Regions from separate parts of the Arabidopsis thaliana genome. Here region 2 is linked to region 1. The links are chromatin contacts, called in public capture Hi-C maps. All regions are on one chromosome and are shown on one strand. The core of a region is the stretch at or near the end of the contact, and the rest is flanking DNA. Distances in the headings are between cores, read along the strand shown.

What was found. Capture Hi-C pulls out chosen DNA fragments and counts their contacts.
Region 2: a capture Hi-C map of root shows a contact between it and region 1, with 3 times the contacts expected there. A contact is called at or near these places in 1 of 26 Hi-C or Micro-C datasets (vegetative nucleus) and 1 of 3 other capture datasets (root).

What each region holds. Positions count from the first base shown.
Region 1 is chr4:9,494,228-9,502,175 of TAIR10.1, reverse strand. AT4G16880 (Leucine-rich repeat (LRR) family protein) reads left to right here and starts at 4,863. Exons shown (of 2, transcript NM_117791.4): 1 at 4,863-5,068; 2 at 5,207-6,193. The coding sequence starts at 5,027. The coding sequence ends at 5,626. RPP4 (Disease resistance protein (TIR-NBS-LRR class) family) reads left to right here and starts at 6,339. Exons shown (of 6, transcript NM_117790.4): 1 at 6,339-6,945. The coding sequence starts at 6,476. It overlaps SNC1 (TIR-NBS-LRR class disease resistance protein), which reads left to right. Exons shown (of 7, transcript NM_001341146.1): 6 at 467-1,363; 7 at 1,455-1,905. The coding sequence ends at 1,670. It also overlaps AT4G06430.
Region 2 is chr4:9,554,143-9,562,090 of TAIR10.1, reverse strand. RLM3 (disease resistance protein (TIR-NBS class)) reads right to left here and starts at 3,506. Exons shown (of 10, transcript NM_001341185.1): 1 at 3,118-3,506; 2 at 1,479-2,295; 3 at 174-994; 4 at 1-76. The coding sequence starts at 1,936. It overlaps AT4G16980 (arabinogalactan-protein family), which reads right to left and starts at 5,308. Exons shown (of 1, transcript NM_117802.4): 1 at 4,152-5,308. The coding sequence starts at 5,004. The coding sequence ends at 4,510. It overlaps AT4G16983, which reads left to right and starts at 4,270. Exons shown (of 2, transcript NM_001341172.1): 1 at 4,270-4,772; 2 at 4,815-5,089. The coding sequence starts at 4,622. The coding sequence ends at 4,930. It overlaps AT4G16970 (Protein kinase superfamily protein), which reads left to right and starts at 6,226. Exons shown (of 14, transcript NM_117800.4): 1 at 6,226-6,721; 2 at 6,823-6,890; 3 at 6,979-7,674; 4 at 7,801-7,867. The coding sequence starts at 6,325.

The DNA.
Region 1 (7,948 bases), core at 3,614-6,113:
TCCGACCGATGTCAACTTGTCATCTCTCGAAACCCTCGATCTCAGTGGTTGCTCAAGTTTGAGAAGTTTTCCTCTGATTTCAGAGAGTATCAAATGGCTCTATCTGGAAAACACCGCCATTGAAGAAATTCCAGATCTTTCAAAGGCCACTAATCTGAAGAATTTGAAACTCAACAATTGCAAAAGTTTGGTGACACTTCCTACTACTATAGGAAATCTCCAAAAATTGGTGAGCTTTGAAATGAAAGAATGCACAGGGCTGGAGGTTCTTCCGATCGATGTCAACTTGTCATCTCTTATGATCCTCGATCTCAGTGGTTGCTCAAGTCTGAGAACTTTTCCTCTGATTTCAACTAATATTGTATGGCTCTATCTGGAAAACACCGCCATTGAAGAAATCCCTTCTACAATTGGGAATCTTCATAGATTGGTGAAGTTAGAAATGAAAGAATGCACAGGGCTGGAGGTTCTTCCGACCGATGTCAACTTGTCATCTCTTATGATCCTCGATCTCAGTGGTTGCTCAAGTCTGAGAACTTTTCCTCTGATTTCAACTAGAATCGAATGTCTCTATCTGCAAAACACCGCCATTGAAGAAGTTCCCTGCTGCATTGAGGATTTCACGAGGCTCACTGTACTTATGATGTATTGTTGCCAGAGGTTGAAAACCATCTCCCCAAACATTTTCAGACTTACAAGACTTGAGCTCGCCGACTTTACAGACTGTAGAGGTGTCATCAAGGCGTTGAGTGATGCAACTGTGGTAGCGACAATGGAAGACCACGTTTCTTGTGTACCATTATCTGAAAACATTGAATATATCTGGGATAAGTTGTATCGTGTTGCATACCTCCAGGAACATTTTAGCTTCCGTAATTGCTTCAAATTGGATAGAGATGCGCGAGAGCTCATCCTACGATCATGCTTCAAGCCTGTGGCCTTACCAGGTGAAGAAATCCCTAAGTATTTCACGTATCGAGCTTATGGAGATTCCCTAACTGTCATTGTACCTCAGAGCTCTCTTTCTCAAAATTTCTTGCGATTTAAGGCTTGCGTCGTGGTTGAACCTCTCTCCAAGGGCAAGGGTTTTTATCCATTCTTGAAGGTAAACGTTGGCTTCAATGGCAAACAGTATCAGAAATCATTTTCTAAAGATGCAGAACTGGAGCTTTGTAAGACGGATCATCTGTTTTTCTGTTCCTTCAAGTTCCGGTCTGAAGATCTTCCATCTAAATTGAATTTCAACGATGTGGAGTTTAAGTTTTGTTGCTCCAATAGGATCAAAGAATGCGGTGTACGACTCATGTATGTCTCTCAAGAAGAGAACAACCAACAGACTACGAGAAGCGAGAAGCGGATGCGGGTATCTTTTGACTTTTGATTTGATTTTCCAGGATCGAAATACCATAGGGACAGACTATTTAATAGAATCTATCGTTTGATTTATAATGCAGATGACATCGGGGACATCTGAAGAAGATATCAACTTACCCTATGGCCTAATTGTAGCGGACACAGGATTGGCCGCTCTAAATATGGAGCTTTCGTTAGGGCAGGGAGAACCATCATCATCAACATCTCTAGAGGGGGAAGCTTTGTGTGTTGATTACATGATAACTGAAGAACAAGATAAAGGAATTCCTATCTTGTTTCCTGTTTCTGGTAACTGAAACATCTTATCATTCTGTTTTGCTCTGTTTTAGGATAACTTGGGATCGACTATGACTATAATGATAATGATAATGATAATTAATTACATTATCCAACTCTGCGTTTGTTTTGAACATTTCGCTTTTCCTGAAAGAATAAATGTTTCAGAAAGCCACACTTTAGCATATTCTGGAAAAACATCTTTCGCATGGTTTTGTATTGTACCATACATCTATCTATTTCCACATTGAATTTGGGAGCGTACCTACTTGAACTCAGGTACTACCCAAAATAGTCTTGCCTTTTTTAAAACATAGATGTCAAGGTTTATGTTAGTAAAGGTTGTTTTTCTCTTTATTAGCAATGAATAAATCAGACTTTGGGTACAGAAAACAACAAGAATCAGCAACATTTGCATATCCGCTGATTCAATAGCCAAAAGGCAGAAGCGTTTTTGGCCTAACTTCGGCCAAAGATGTAACCAGCATAAGGAACAATCCTTCGGGTGAAGGAAAGAGCTTTTAAACTTTCTACAGGAGACATTGTCTGGTCCACTTCCAAACCATGAAGTATCATCCAGCTATCCTACGTCGATGAGAATACATGTCGCTGCTGTTCCCCCATGCCGCTGCACTCTTTAATTGTATCGTAAAGAGTTAAAGTTGTAGGCCTGAACTACTCACTAGAACATCTAGGATGGAAAGCTAATTCTCTGGGGCTGTTCTTGACTGAATTGATTTGCTTCAGATCTTTGCATCAAGGGCCTAACATAGACGTGTGGTCTGATGGGGACGACACCTTTCACTGCTGACCCTGAACAGTTAAAGATCTGCCTTGACTGAACTCACATTGTTAACATTCCTTTCCTGGATCCTTAGCCGTCTCCACAGCTTATCACATTGTTAAGGCAACCTGAAACGTATTACAACTCTGTTTTGTAATGAACGTGGGATCGACCATGACTATACTGGTAATGACAAGACTATTTCTTAGTTTTTCACACAAGCCATTTTCTCCTGCAGATGATGGAGTACTGACAACTAGAAAAATTTTATGGTTCCATGTCCAGAACAGCAGAACCACTCTGTTCTTACTTCTCTCTGTTTTGCTTCTTTGAAAAATTCGCTTTCCTGAAAAGATGTAAATTTAACAGTCTTGTTGTTGAGTTTTGCCTTAAGTGTTAAGATACTCTACAGGGAAGAGAAGCTTCCAAAGACTCTAGTCTACAAAGAAGGTTTCACCTAAGGGAAGTTGAGAACACACTAGAAACAGCTGTTGTGTTTCTCATAAATAGACAAGGGACAGAAGAGTAATTAACTTCTGCTTCAGTCATAAGCTTTGTTTGTCTTCTTCCCCTGTACGGGAAAACAGAGCATGCGAGGGTGAAGAAAAAGAGGAGAACCCTGCATATAAAAGAGGAGGCAAGCTGAACCCTAAAAGACAACAAGAAGAGAGCTAGATGGGGGTTTAGGTGAGGCGGCTGGGAGTGTCCAGTTCGCCTCTAGGGTTTATGTAACCGAAACCAAGCTTTCTAGTGGATTTCCGAGTACAATCTCGGCGAGATGTAGCGTTTCCGGTTTGGAAACGTGAACTCGTTAAATGGTGTGTGTGTGCTCTTTCTATTTCTTCTTCATTCGTTTTTCTAAGTCAACACACGAGAGATCCAAATTTCTTTGAGTGATAGTGAGAGATTCCGCAAGAAACAAGTTAAAGGTTCAAACTTTCTCCACACTTGTCTTTTGAAACACACATATCTCTCTACGTGTATGTTACCAAAGGTTATTTTTCTCTCTTTAAATCAATGAATAAATTTGGTAAAGAAAAATGTATTTCACAAGAGAATTATCAACAGCAAAAAAGTGTTGGAACTAAATTTTTAAATAGCAACCTCATCAGCAACAATTGCATCACTGCTACCGTGGCGTTTCCTACACTCACAGTAAAAAAACAGTGATTAAAACATAACGCACCACCACCACAGCCCCATACATACAAACCAGCTTCCACCCGTCCCACTCACCGACCTCCACCACGACCCTGAGCTCAAGTGAGCTAGTCATTGTCACATTTAGGATGTGAAAGCTAATTTCTCTGGTGCTTCTTTTAGCTGAATTGGTTTGTGCAGGTTTGCTTCAGATATTGCACCAATGACCTAATAATAATAATAAAAACATAATACACCATCAGTCGATTCCACTCTTTTTTCTTTCTTGCCGTCTTACAACGACCTTGTGATTCCTAGGAACGTGAAGGACATTGAGTAACTACGAAGCAGTGAAGACTTATGGGAAGTAGCCAAGCTGCACAATAGTGAAACCTCTTTGCCTGAGGTAAAATCTCATCTTACCTCCCTTATAAACTCTCCATTCACTTGATTGCTGAATTTGTGTGACATAATACAAATGCTCTGTTCTTCTTTGCCGCCAGCATATGGATTCAAATAAAATGGTTTTCATTGTTAGTCCAGAACATGATATAACTTTAAAATGTAAATTACTGATAAAGTGATTTGATAGATGATCGTGAGAGATGAATTGAATGCACATAGATTTTTGTGTTGTTGTTTCAAGAATTGTACGTTGAAGGGGCTGGAGTTGAGAAAATGGTGTGAACTCAACACAAACGCAGAGAGTTTCTAGACGCAATCCCACGGCCGCTCCTTGACTTCGTGGATAGATGTTTGACCGTTAACCCGAGGCAACGAACCAGCGCAGAGGATGTTCTCAGACACGAGTTCTTCCATCCAGTACATGAAACCCTTAGAAACCAAATGCTCCTTAAACAATACAGCAAATGCAATCGCAGCCTACAGTGGTTGCTGACGCAGTAAGCCAAACTTTAAACTAATAATACAATTATTGAAAACTAAAAGAGTAATTTAGCAAACTAGAGAGTTAGTGTTAATTAGTATTTTCACTGTATTATTTGAATTAAAATCCTCATAATCGATATACTTATTCTCCTAATCCATGTGCATGTATGTATTGGGAAACAAGACTTTGATATTAAACAATCATAAGTACATTCTTACGATAAACTGTCTTGTACAAGGACAACTGACAACCACAAAATTTGTGTGTTTCAAAATATCTGTGTAGAGGAAACGAATAACGTAAGTTTCTGTCTAATTGCCTAGAACTTGAAATATTATTTCTGTCTTGTACAAAGACTTATCATAATTCAGTGACAACCACAAAAATTCAATCTTCAAAAATATCTCTTGAATGTGTCTCCATCTCAGGATTATAGTGATGGAAGCTCAAGTTTGAGATTTTTCCCTCAGATTTCAAGTAACATCATATGCCTATGGTGGCGTTATTGTCCATTGAAGCGTTTGCCTTCTAATTTTAAGGCTGAGTATCTGGTTGAACTCATAATGGAGGATAGTGACCTTGAGAAGCTGTGGAATGGAACTCAGGTACTAATTTTTTATTGTTTTTGTTGTCAATTTGAAAACAGAAATGTGTTATGTTTATTGATTTATTTGTTCAAAAAATTAAATGAATTTTTTGAAATGTTTACGAACGTCTGTTATTCTCTCTTTCCTTGTTTTCAGTTACTTGGAAGCCTAAAGAAGATGATTCTGCGTAATTCCAAATATTTGAAAGAAATTCCAGATCTTTCTTTAGCCACAAACCTCGAGAGACTAGATCTTTGTAAATGCGAAGTGCTAGAAAGTTTTCCAACTCCTCTCAACTCGGAATCTCTTGAGTACCTCAATCTCCTACGATGCCCCAAGTTGAGAAATTTCCCTGAGATTATTATGCACAGTTTCAGAGGAGAAATTGACATCGAGGTAGCAGATTGTTTATGGAACAAGAATCTCCCTGGACTCGGTTATCTTGATTGCCTTAGGAGATGTAATCCAAGTAAATTTCGCCCAGAACATCTCAAAGACCTCACAGTGAGATGTAACAACAAGCTTGAGAAGCTATGGGAAGGCGTCCAGGTAATTCATACGTATATTATATATTGATCAAGATTCAATAAGAGATTCATCCGTACAAATAAGGAGAAAGGCCTAGTATTGGGTATGTGCTACAAGGAGTTGGGCCGAACACATGAGAAGTCTATGGAGAGCTTCTAGAAAGAGTGAAGGCGCACAAATATCTCTTGTAGCCGTTGAAGAGGACTCACGAGTGTCTTTAGCGACATGGTCAACCAAGGACCAGTCGCTCTCACCATCAAGACCAAGGAACCTCTTCTCTCATGTCTCTTTCAGTCTTACGTTAATTGTAAACGGTCATATTCCCTTTGTGTGTCTTTAAATACATTGTAAACACACAAAGGTTACTAACTAATTCTATCAATATGATTTGGTCATTCTCACTCATATACCAACTCTCTTGTTCTTCATAATTCTCTTACTCTTTGCTACAATTCCGCATATTCTTTCATTATATACAAGGACAACTGATAACCACAAAATTTGTGTTTTCAAAATATCTTTGTAGAGGAAACGAATGTAAGTTTCTGTCTACTTGCCTAGAAATTGAAATATTATTTCTGTCTTGTACAAAGACTAAGACTTATCATAATTCAGTGACAACCACAAAAATTCAATCTTCAAAAATATCTTTGTATGTAGTGTAAAAAAGCTTTCGAGGAAAGGAAGGGCCGAGTTTCTTTATTATTTACGTCTCAATTGTCTTGTTAGGAGATTTGATTTTAGCCACTTAAAAGAATATCTTGTACAGTAAGTCTTCTATGCAAGTCTTGGAGGGAAGGAAGACGAAGTTTCTCCTCTCTTTCTCACACTATGTCTTGCTGATTTACTTCTCTTAAAAATCTTCGTCTCTTCTCTGAGTTCCCTCTATCGTCTCCCATGGCTTCTTCTTCTTCTTCTCCTAGTAGCCGGAGATACGACGTTTTCCCAAGCTTCAGTGGGGTAGATGTTCGCAAAACGTTCCTCAGCCATCTAATCGAGGCGCTCGACCGCAGATCAATCAATACATTCATGGATCACGGCATCGTGAGAAGCTGCATAATCGCCGATGCGCTTATAACGGCCATTAGAGAAGCGAGGATCTCAATAGTCATCTTCTCTGAGAACTATGCTTCTTCAACGTGGTGCTTGAATGAATTGGTGGAGATCCACAAGTGTTACAAGAAAGGGGAACAAATGGTGATTCCGGTTTTCTACGGCGTTGATCCTTCTCATGTTAGAAAACAGATCGGTGGCTTTGGCGATGTCTTTAAAAAGACATGCGAGGACAAACCAGAGGATCAGAAACAAAGATGGGTTAAAGCTCTCACAGATATATCAAATTTAGCCGGGGAGGATCTTCGGAACGGGTATGTTTTATTTATTCCACTATTTCTATGAGTGTTTATAATTATTGCAAAACTAGAAAATGTGCGTGGGTTTAAAATTAATATAAAATATGAAATAATTTTAAAATTTACATAATGAAATATTTTTAGCTATTTAAAAACAAATTTTTTATTGTGTATATCATATTACATAAATTAGTTGTTTATAAAGCTTTCAAAAAATATTTGGAATTACTCTCAGTTAAAGAGAGCAAATTAATTTTGTTTTGAATAAAAATTTCAATTTCATTATGGAATATAATTATATTAGCATCTACAATATGGGTAGCTTGAAATAAGTGTTATATGTTTTGTTGATTTTGAACTCATTAAATTTGTTTTTCTTTTGTTATAATTTATATGAATTCATGTGGTGTAAAATAATTTATTAATAAATATATAATTAAAGTTTCAATTAGCATGTCAATATGACATATTACATTTTTACTTTCACAATAAATAATATCTACTCAAGATTTGGTTTTTTAATCGACAAAATTGATATATTGGTAAGTCCTGATTTTCAAAATCAACTGACGACCTTTATGTTATTGAAAAAACTAAAATGATCTCCTAACTTCTAAATTACACACTTTCATTGTTTCACATCATCATCATCATCTATTGTTTGAGAGAAATGCAAGATTTTATCAAGCTATTACACTTTCTTTACAAACAAACCAATGCCCTTTTTAAGAGACTCAACAAATTCGTCCTAGGTATAATAAACCGTATTTCAAGCACACCACTCGACATTGATCTAATGCGCTATTGTATAAAAAGTTATTTTTTTAAACATCATTATCCTTTTTATAAATCTTGCTTTACTGAAATTAACAGTTTACCCAAAATATATAAAACATTTTGTCTCATATTTCGTAAGACACATTTTATTTTGTCTTGATATAATATATAATTAAACCTAAATTTCAAATATAATTAAGGATATAGATAAAAGGTCGCACATGATGGCTTCTCAAATACT
Region 2 (7,948 bases), core at 2,257-4,756, 61 kb before region 1:
TCACTGCGGATGTTAAGTAATATAGACACGCCTAGTGCCAAGTGGATCCACTCTGCCTTCACCTGGGAATTTGAACCTGCATGCATGTGTTTGAGGGAATTATCAGCAATAATGGTAATTTCAGTGTTAACACTATCTCCATGCAATAATTTTTAATATTGATTTTTTCTCACCATTGGTTAAACACGCAACGTAATCTTGACCTTTACCATCTAACTCATCATAGCTGATTTTTAGTTTATTCCCATTACTACGGAACTCCGATAGCATCTTCACCCATTGTTCCTTGTCTAGTCTTCTAAAAGACGAACCAACGTACTTGAGAGCTTTAGGACGATTACCGGCAATCTTTGCAGCTTCATCTGCAAGCTCGTTGAAACCATGAGGTGGAGAGTTTTTCCCAAAAGCATATCGACAAAACATTTGATGAGCCAGTTCTTCTGATGGGAATCCCACTTCATAAACATGTGCAATGTTGTGAGCCTTGAGAAGTTCCCTTTTTTGAGTAATCACAACAATTTTGCTCTCAGATCCAAACCATCTGATACGTCCTACCAACGTTTTTAGTAGCTCTATATCATCAACATCATCAAGAACAATAAGAACTTTCGTGTGCTTTAGTCGTTGTTCCACCGCACCACATTCCTCTATCTTTATATCCTTCTGACAAAGAATTTCTGATAGAAATTGTTCTTCCCAATACAGCTTCTGGTCATAGTCGCTCCGTATTTTTCTCTTATATGCTACGAAAGCCCGATGGTGGAAGTCGCTTTTGAGTCTGCTGTATAAAGCTCTTCCTATAGTAGTCTTACCAGTTTCAGAAGGCCCACAAATCCCTATCATTCGCGCTTTCTTGGAGTCGAAGCGCAACATTGATATCAATGCCTCTATATGAGCTTCAATCCCGACGAAGTCACTGAAATTATTTGATGGGGGGAAGAGTTTGTTTGAAACATCCTTGGCGATATTTTCAAGCATTTCTGCTTCGCTACGCCTACATAAAAATAACAATAGTCAACTGTTATCAAGGAACATCCCTAATAGCATAACGAGAGTCTATCTATAACGCATGGACTGCCTTTTCTAGTGAGCACCCACGTCTTTACTCAGGCTCGTGGGACCCACCCCTTTCCGACGGTTGATACATTACAGCTGGGAGGCTTTAAAAACTTGTTTACCGACACTACAATCACCACACGATCTTTCTCTGTGTTTAATCCTCATACACACTGTTCCGACAATCACTTATCGGAAGTTTACCCACCTGAAACTTATCTATCCCAAGCACGTTTAACTATGCAGTTCTCTCAAAACGTTTGACCGAAAAAATAAATGCAATTTGATGATATAAGTAGCCAAATAAATTATTTTAAACCTCTCCGCATACACCATTATTCCTAAAATCCGGGTGTTACACTATCCAACGAAACTAATTATATATATATATATATATATAAACTAAAAAAACAACAACATACCAGTTCCGAAGATCTTCTCCGGCTAGATGTGCTACCTCTGCTAGAGCTCGCATCCATTTTCGCTTCTCATTCTCTGTTCTGCCCTTGCAGGTCTCCCCAAAGACCATGCCAAACTCTCCGGTCTGTTTTCTAACATGAGAAGGATCTACTTTGTAGAAAATAGGAATCACCATTTGATCCAATTTCTCATAGCACTCTTGGATCTTCACCAATTCATCTAAGCACCACGTGGAAGAAGCATAGTTTTTAGAGAAGACGACAAGTGAGATCCTTGAGTTTTCTATAGCCAATAACAGCTCTGGGGTTATTTTGCGGCTTCTTTCGATCCTGTTGTCGTTGAATGTATTGATGAATTTGCGATCAAGTTCCTTACGAAGGTGGCTGACTAATGAGTGGCGGACATCTTCCCCTCTGAAGTTGGGGAAAACATCGTAGCTCTGAGAAGAAGAAGACTTCATGGAAACTATAGAAAGAAGATAAAAACATTCTCAAGAAAGCATTCTGAAGTTTATACAGAAATGGAGGGGCCTTGTGGAGAGGGGGGGGGTGGGGTGAAAAAGACGTCATAGAGTAGACATTTTTGAGACGGATGCTTCACGGTTGGTTCCACTCTAAGCCAAGTTGAGCAAAGATTTCTCATCCTATTAGGGTTAGGGCCACATCCTATAGCAAATAAGGCCACATGCTATTCTTCTACGTCAACGGCTCATCAACACCACCCAAAATAATATAGGATTATTGTTGATTTTGCCATTTTGTGACTTAAATCTTTTAGATTTGCCACCTTCAAATATTTTAGATTTTGCGTTTTCTGCAACTTTAAAAAATGAAACACTTGAGATTTTTTTTTGTAAAATACATACTTAATAACAAACACTATACCCTAAAAAAAATATGGAACTAAATAAACCCAAACGTAATGTGTTAAATTGTATTTTTTAGATATAAAAAATGGCAAAATCTATAAATACCACTAAAAAAATCCTTGTCGGGTAATTGGTTCAAAAAAAAATTCAATCCATGTCAAGGAGATTAGCTTTAACTTGCTTCTTTTGAATTATACTACTTACAGAAAATCTACGTAAAGAAATTCAAATCTCTTAAGAAATCCGTATAATTGTTTTTTTTTTTTAATTAACATCTAGTTTTATAGGAAAGAATGAAAAATTTCCATTCCTAATAATGAATGACATCGTCAATGTGGTGTACTAACAGAGGGATATATTTCTGTTAGAAAACAAATTAAAAGATATGAGCTTAGTCAGGATTTTATTTTATTTTGCGTATAAGTTTCATTTATTTAAGTAAATAACCAATTTGCAAAATTGTAAATAAGTAAATGTCTAATGTGACAGATTTTACCAAAGTATACCTTGCACACTACGCATAATTATGATTTTATGACATTTACTTTCAATTTTTTTTTTCTTTTGTGTTTGTGGCATTTTTTAAAAATCTTGTCCAGTTATCACTATTGATGACATTATTCACCCATGGACTATAATTAAAACCTCCATTGATTGCAAGCCTTTTATACACTTAGGATCATAGCAATAGAGGTTAAATTTTCTTGGGAAGAAAAACAACATGGTCTCCTCCTCACCGGAAAGAATATGTTGTAAGACTTAAAAAAAAATACCTGGAATGGTTTTCGAAATCGGACGGACACTTTTCAACCGTAAGCATTTCCTTAGATTTGGGTCCTTGAGAGATTCCAAGTAAACGTCAGCAGGTGGAAGAAACTCCAGCTTTGAACAACTACCCATCAGTAAATTCTCAGTTCGTTTATTGAAATTATGAATTGAAGAAGTTAGCGTATCACCAAAGATTTGCATATTCACAAACCACCAACATATCGAGATTTGTGGCCTTTGAAAGACCTAGAACTTCCTTAGATTTATCTTTCTGAGAATTCGAAGTGGCTAAAAAGTGGACAATTAAGGTTTTGATTGTGGTGGCCGGTGTACGGAGCCAGCAACAAAGAGCATGTAATTAAATTAGTGCTCTATTGTGGTTTATAGGTTGTCATCATTCGGTTATAACATTGTTAGATATACTAAGAAATAAAACATATCTTTCTGTCATCGGTCGTTTTTACAAATGACTAACATATATTTACCGTAATTACTTTAGAAAGCTTCGGCATCTGTTTAAAGTAATAAATCATCAACATGACTTGAAAAACAAAAAAATGCAGATATACTAACTAGTACTGCTATATATATATGAATAAAATTTCTATATAGTTCTTTTTAAATGTATGATTTCTGTTATTACTAATACACATTGGAAAATGGTTGGGGCAATAGAGAAAGACAGACATGTGAACGTCACTTTCTTTTTAGCTGTCCTCTTGGGTCGGGCATATCTATATTCCCTACCATTTATTCACTATACCCACCTTTGTCATATTCTTCCATTCTCAAATTCAACATATTTGAAAATTTCTCATTTTCTTTGGATTTTATGTATTTCTACACCTCCATAAAATGAAAGAATAAATGAATTTCAATGAGAATATATAGAGAAAATGTATGCAAAATTCCAATGACAGCTTGCAAATATAGCCTTTTCTTTGGTTTGTCTCTTTTAATTATTAGGAAGAACATTTTTACACATATATATGAAAATAACATATCTGAATAACGTATTTTTTGTTAAAAGGAATTACGGATCGGTGAGTCTAGTGACTATATACATCGATATTATCGACTAACAATGAGAGGTATTGTCGTATTGATCATATTGTGCCTTGTGGTATTTATCCTTCCAAGTTGTAACCATATTTATGTCCTATATATGACTACGAATGCAATGTTCCATAGATAGAAGAAATTTACATCACATACAAAGTCTCTCTTCAAGTAGAGTCAACGATAAACTTATTAAGCACATAATGCAAACAAATGTCTGAATCGTACATCAAACACAAACTCAAATATTATAAAATGATGACCACTAATAATTTGAGGGAAAAAAATGAAGGTAAATTACAAGAAAACGATCGAGGCTGACCAATTCAATAATCATTTCAAACGAGGAGAAAATGGGCTGCAACAACTCCAACAACGCATGAAAGTGTTACGACGTTGTTTCTAACATTGAAAGCTCCTGAATCCGGCGAAGCCGCCATTGCCGGTGGCATGGGTCCTGGAGAAGGTGAAGATTCCATTCCGGATGGCATCGGCGGCGAAGGCATATCCGGAACTGTTAATGGGCTTGGGCTTGTAGATGGAGTCATTGGCATCATTGGTGGTGAAGCCATGGGCATTGGTGGTGGAGCCATAGGCATAGGTGGTGGAGTCATGGGCATGGGTGGTGGAGTCATAGGCATAGGTGGTGGAGTCATCATTGGCATCGGAGACATCACTGGAGGAGGAACCGAGCTTCCACCGCCGCTAGACATAGGCGGCATGGACATTGAGCCAGAAGGAGCCATCATGGGAGCTTGAGCTAAAGAGAAAGGAATTAAAACCATAGACAATGTGAGCAAGAAGAAGGCTTGTGAAGAGAAAGAAGAGGCCATGGCTATGTGTGTTTGTGTGTGGAATAGTCGTTTATGTAAAGTGATATATAGACAGAGATATGTGTGAGAGTAGTAAAAGAAAGAGTGGGAGAGAAAAGTGAAGGTTCTTTGTGCTATTTGGATATATATTAGAGATTATTTGTTTTATAATTTTGGATCGTTGGATACAATGTGTGACACGTATCAGTCGATGGATAGGTATGAGATGCTGATTTATTTTCCTCCACAAATTGGAAAGAAAAAAAAGATGAAAACTCCAAAGTTGAAATCTCATTGTAGGTACAGATAGAATAGTCAATATATATGGAAATGGAGGATATTATGATTACAATGCCTTTTATATTTATTCTTTTAAAGACATAGTGGAAACGATCAATCGGATTCACGGGATGGTTTTTAAGGGGCCATATCAAATTTATTAGAACAGGTCATTACTGATGTTAGCCATTCATATGTTAGAACATTAATGTTCATTTTGTTTTCTGTAAATTTAACAGAAAATTTATGATAACCATATCAAGATATTCTATAATATTATCAGGAGAAGACAAAATTTACATAGGACAAGATAAAAGAGCATAATGCTATGTTACAAAACAAAAAACGAAAAACAAAAGGGACCATTTGTGTTGTATTTAGTCACACAGCCTGATTTAGCTCCACGGCCAATATTATGTCCGCACCAACTAACCGACATTTTGGTTACCCCATACCATTTCCTTTGTCTCTCACGAGCACTCTTTGGCCATCATTTACTATTTATCCATCTTTACATTATACCATCACAAATGCACATGTTCCATATATGATATAACCATCCATACATAGTCATGCATGCATGTATATATATATTTTATGGGATTACTTTCATTTGAAATTGACGACTAATGTTGTTTTCTGTAACCATGAACTCCAGTTTTTCTCTTTGCATGTTATAAATTGAACTTCTAGAGCATCAAAAACATTAGGTAACCAATAATAGTATTTGAGAAGGTTATTCAAATATATAGTTCGAAATGCAGCAAGTTTTAGCATCTTGAATAATTGCATTGTTCTAAAAATTATCTACAAGACTACAATCAATGAAACATTTCCAGGCTATATGGGCTCATTTAAAATGGGCCTGTAGACGCATGAGGCCGTAAATAATCCAGCTGGCAAAGAAATGAGCGGGAACATTTTTATGTACAAAATCCTCGAAACAAAACATCACACGTACCGCACGTGCCATTCTCCCGCTCCTTCTCCATTTGCCCCCCAAATCTCAAATTCTCAAATCCCTAGCTTCTCTCTCTCTCCCTCAGATTCACAGCATTTGCAATGTCAGAAAACTCGGAACCGCGTCAACTCGAGAATTCTACAGCCGGAAGAGAGCTCATTCCTCTTAGTCCCACCAATTCAGACGGCAACGACGACCTTAACTATCATCTGCATGCTTTTGAGTTATCTCGTCTCCTACTTTCTTCTGGTCATCCAGAATCTGTTATAGATCTTTCTTCAAAGTGTACATACTTCCAAGGTTCTCCTAATCTCGTCAAATATCTTTGCTCGATCCCTAATTCTCCTATTTCCCTTGCCGAAGATGGCTTCACTGTGACTCTCTCGCCTGAGTCTCCCTCCGCTCCGGCTAGTTTCGCCTGTAGTTTGGATTTGCAGGAAAATGTTGTGTTAGAACAGTTTATGGATCCGAGATCTCTCACGCTAAAGCATTCGAGAGGTACTAAGTTTTTGCAATTTTATCTGATATTGCGGTTTAGTAGGTCACACTTACATAGAGATTCTCTTCTCAATTTTGGGTTATTTATGGTAATGTATCAGAGAATGCGGAACAAGAGGAGCTAGAGCTCATGCCATTGCCCAAAAGAAGTCGAAATGATGGAAACGATGTAAGTAATCTCTTAAGATATATATGAAGTTCTCACGGTATGGTTTAGTGGGTGGTTGATTCATTGTGTTATTGATTATTTTCTCTAGGTGAATTACTCTGTAATAGATAGCAGACCTAACGACATCAGAACTGTTGCCTGTGGAACTATGCTTGGGACTATTTTAGCTCTTGAATCCCAAGCTTCGGTTTTCAATTTAAGTGCATCTAACCGAGGAATAGAGGCTTTTGTTCAAGATCATCAGCCTGGTCCGCAGACATCCAATGCTTCAGTGGATGTCAATCCTACACATCGGTTAGAGGAAAGCAAGAACGATTTGCCATCTCCTCAGGAGGATGGATATTACGAGCGACCTGAAATTGGAGATTTCCAAATTGCTGACAACCAAATATTAATCGAAGAAGGTGATGATAAAAATAAGAAGGATCTCTTCCCTAAGGGAGAGATACAAACTGATTCTGTGCAGTCCGATCCCGTTGCCTCATTGATGCCAACAGAAAATGAGTTAGAACCAGTGCAGATTGTGGATGACACTGAAGATCTACTTGTAGATGATCACACTGTAGACATCGTTAGCACCCCTGACAGAGAGCTGCCGTTGAAGCCTTCTGCTACAGAAGCTAATCAAGATAAATCTTTGGTACAAAAAACTCTGGATCAATGCAAATTGCCGGGAAACAGCAAAACGTACAGCTGTTCCCCTGAGATAAAACACACCAGAAAAAGTAAAGTTATCCAGAAGAGGAAGCAGAATTTTAACACCGTTCGTCTTAAAGATCAGAAGGTAGACATGTCTCTTTCGTCTAGAGTGAGGCCTTTATATAATGTTAACTACGTTAACACTCTTGCACCGAATTTTAGCATTAATGCACACTATATTAAAAGTTCTCTTCTCATATTTGTGGTTTAGGATCAGGCAAAGCATAACACAATTCCAGATTTTGATTCTTACACTATTGTAGAGGAAGAAGGTTCAGGTATTTCTTTCCAGTCTATTTCATCTATATTCCTCATTCTATTGTAACAACTTAACTAGTTATTGACTAATCACTGGTGAA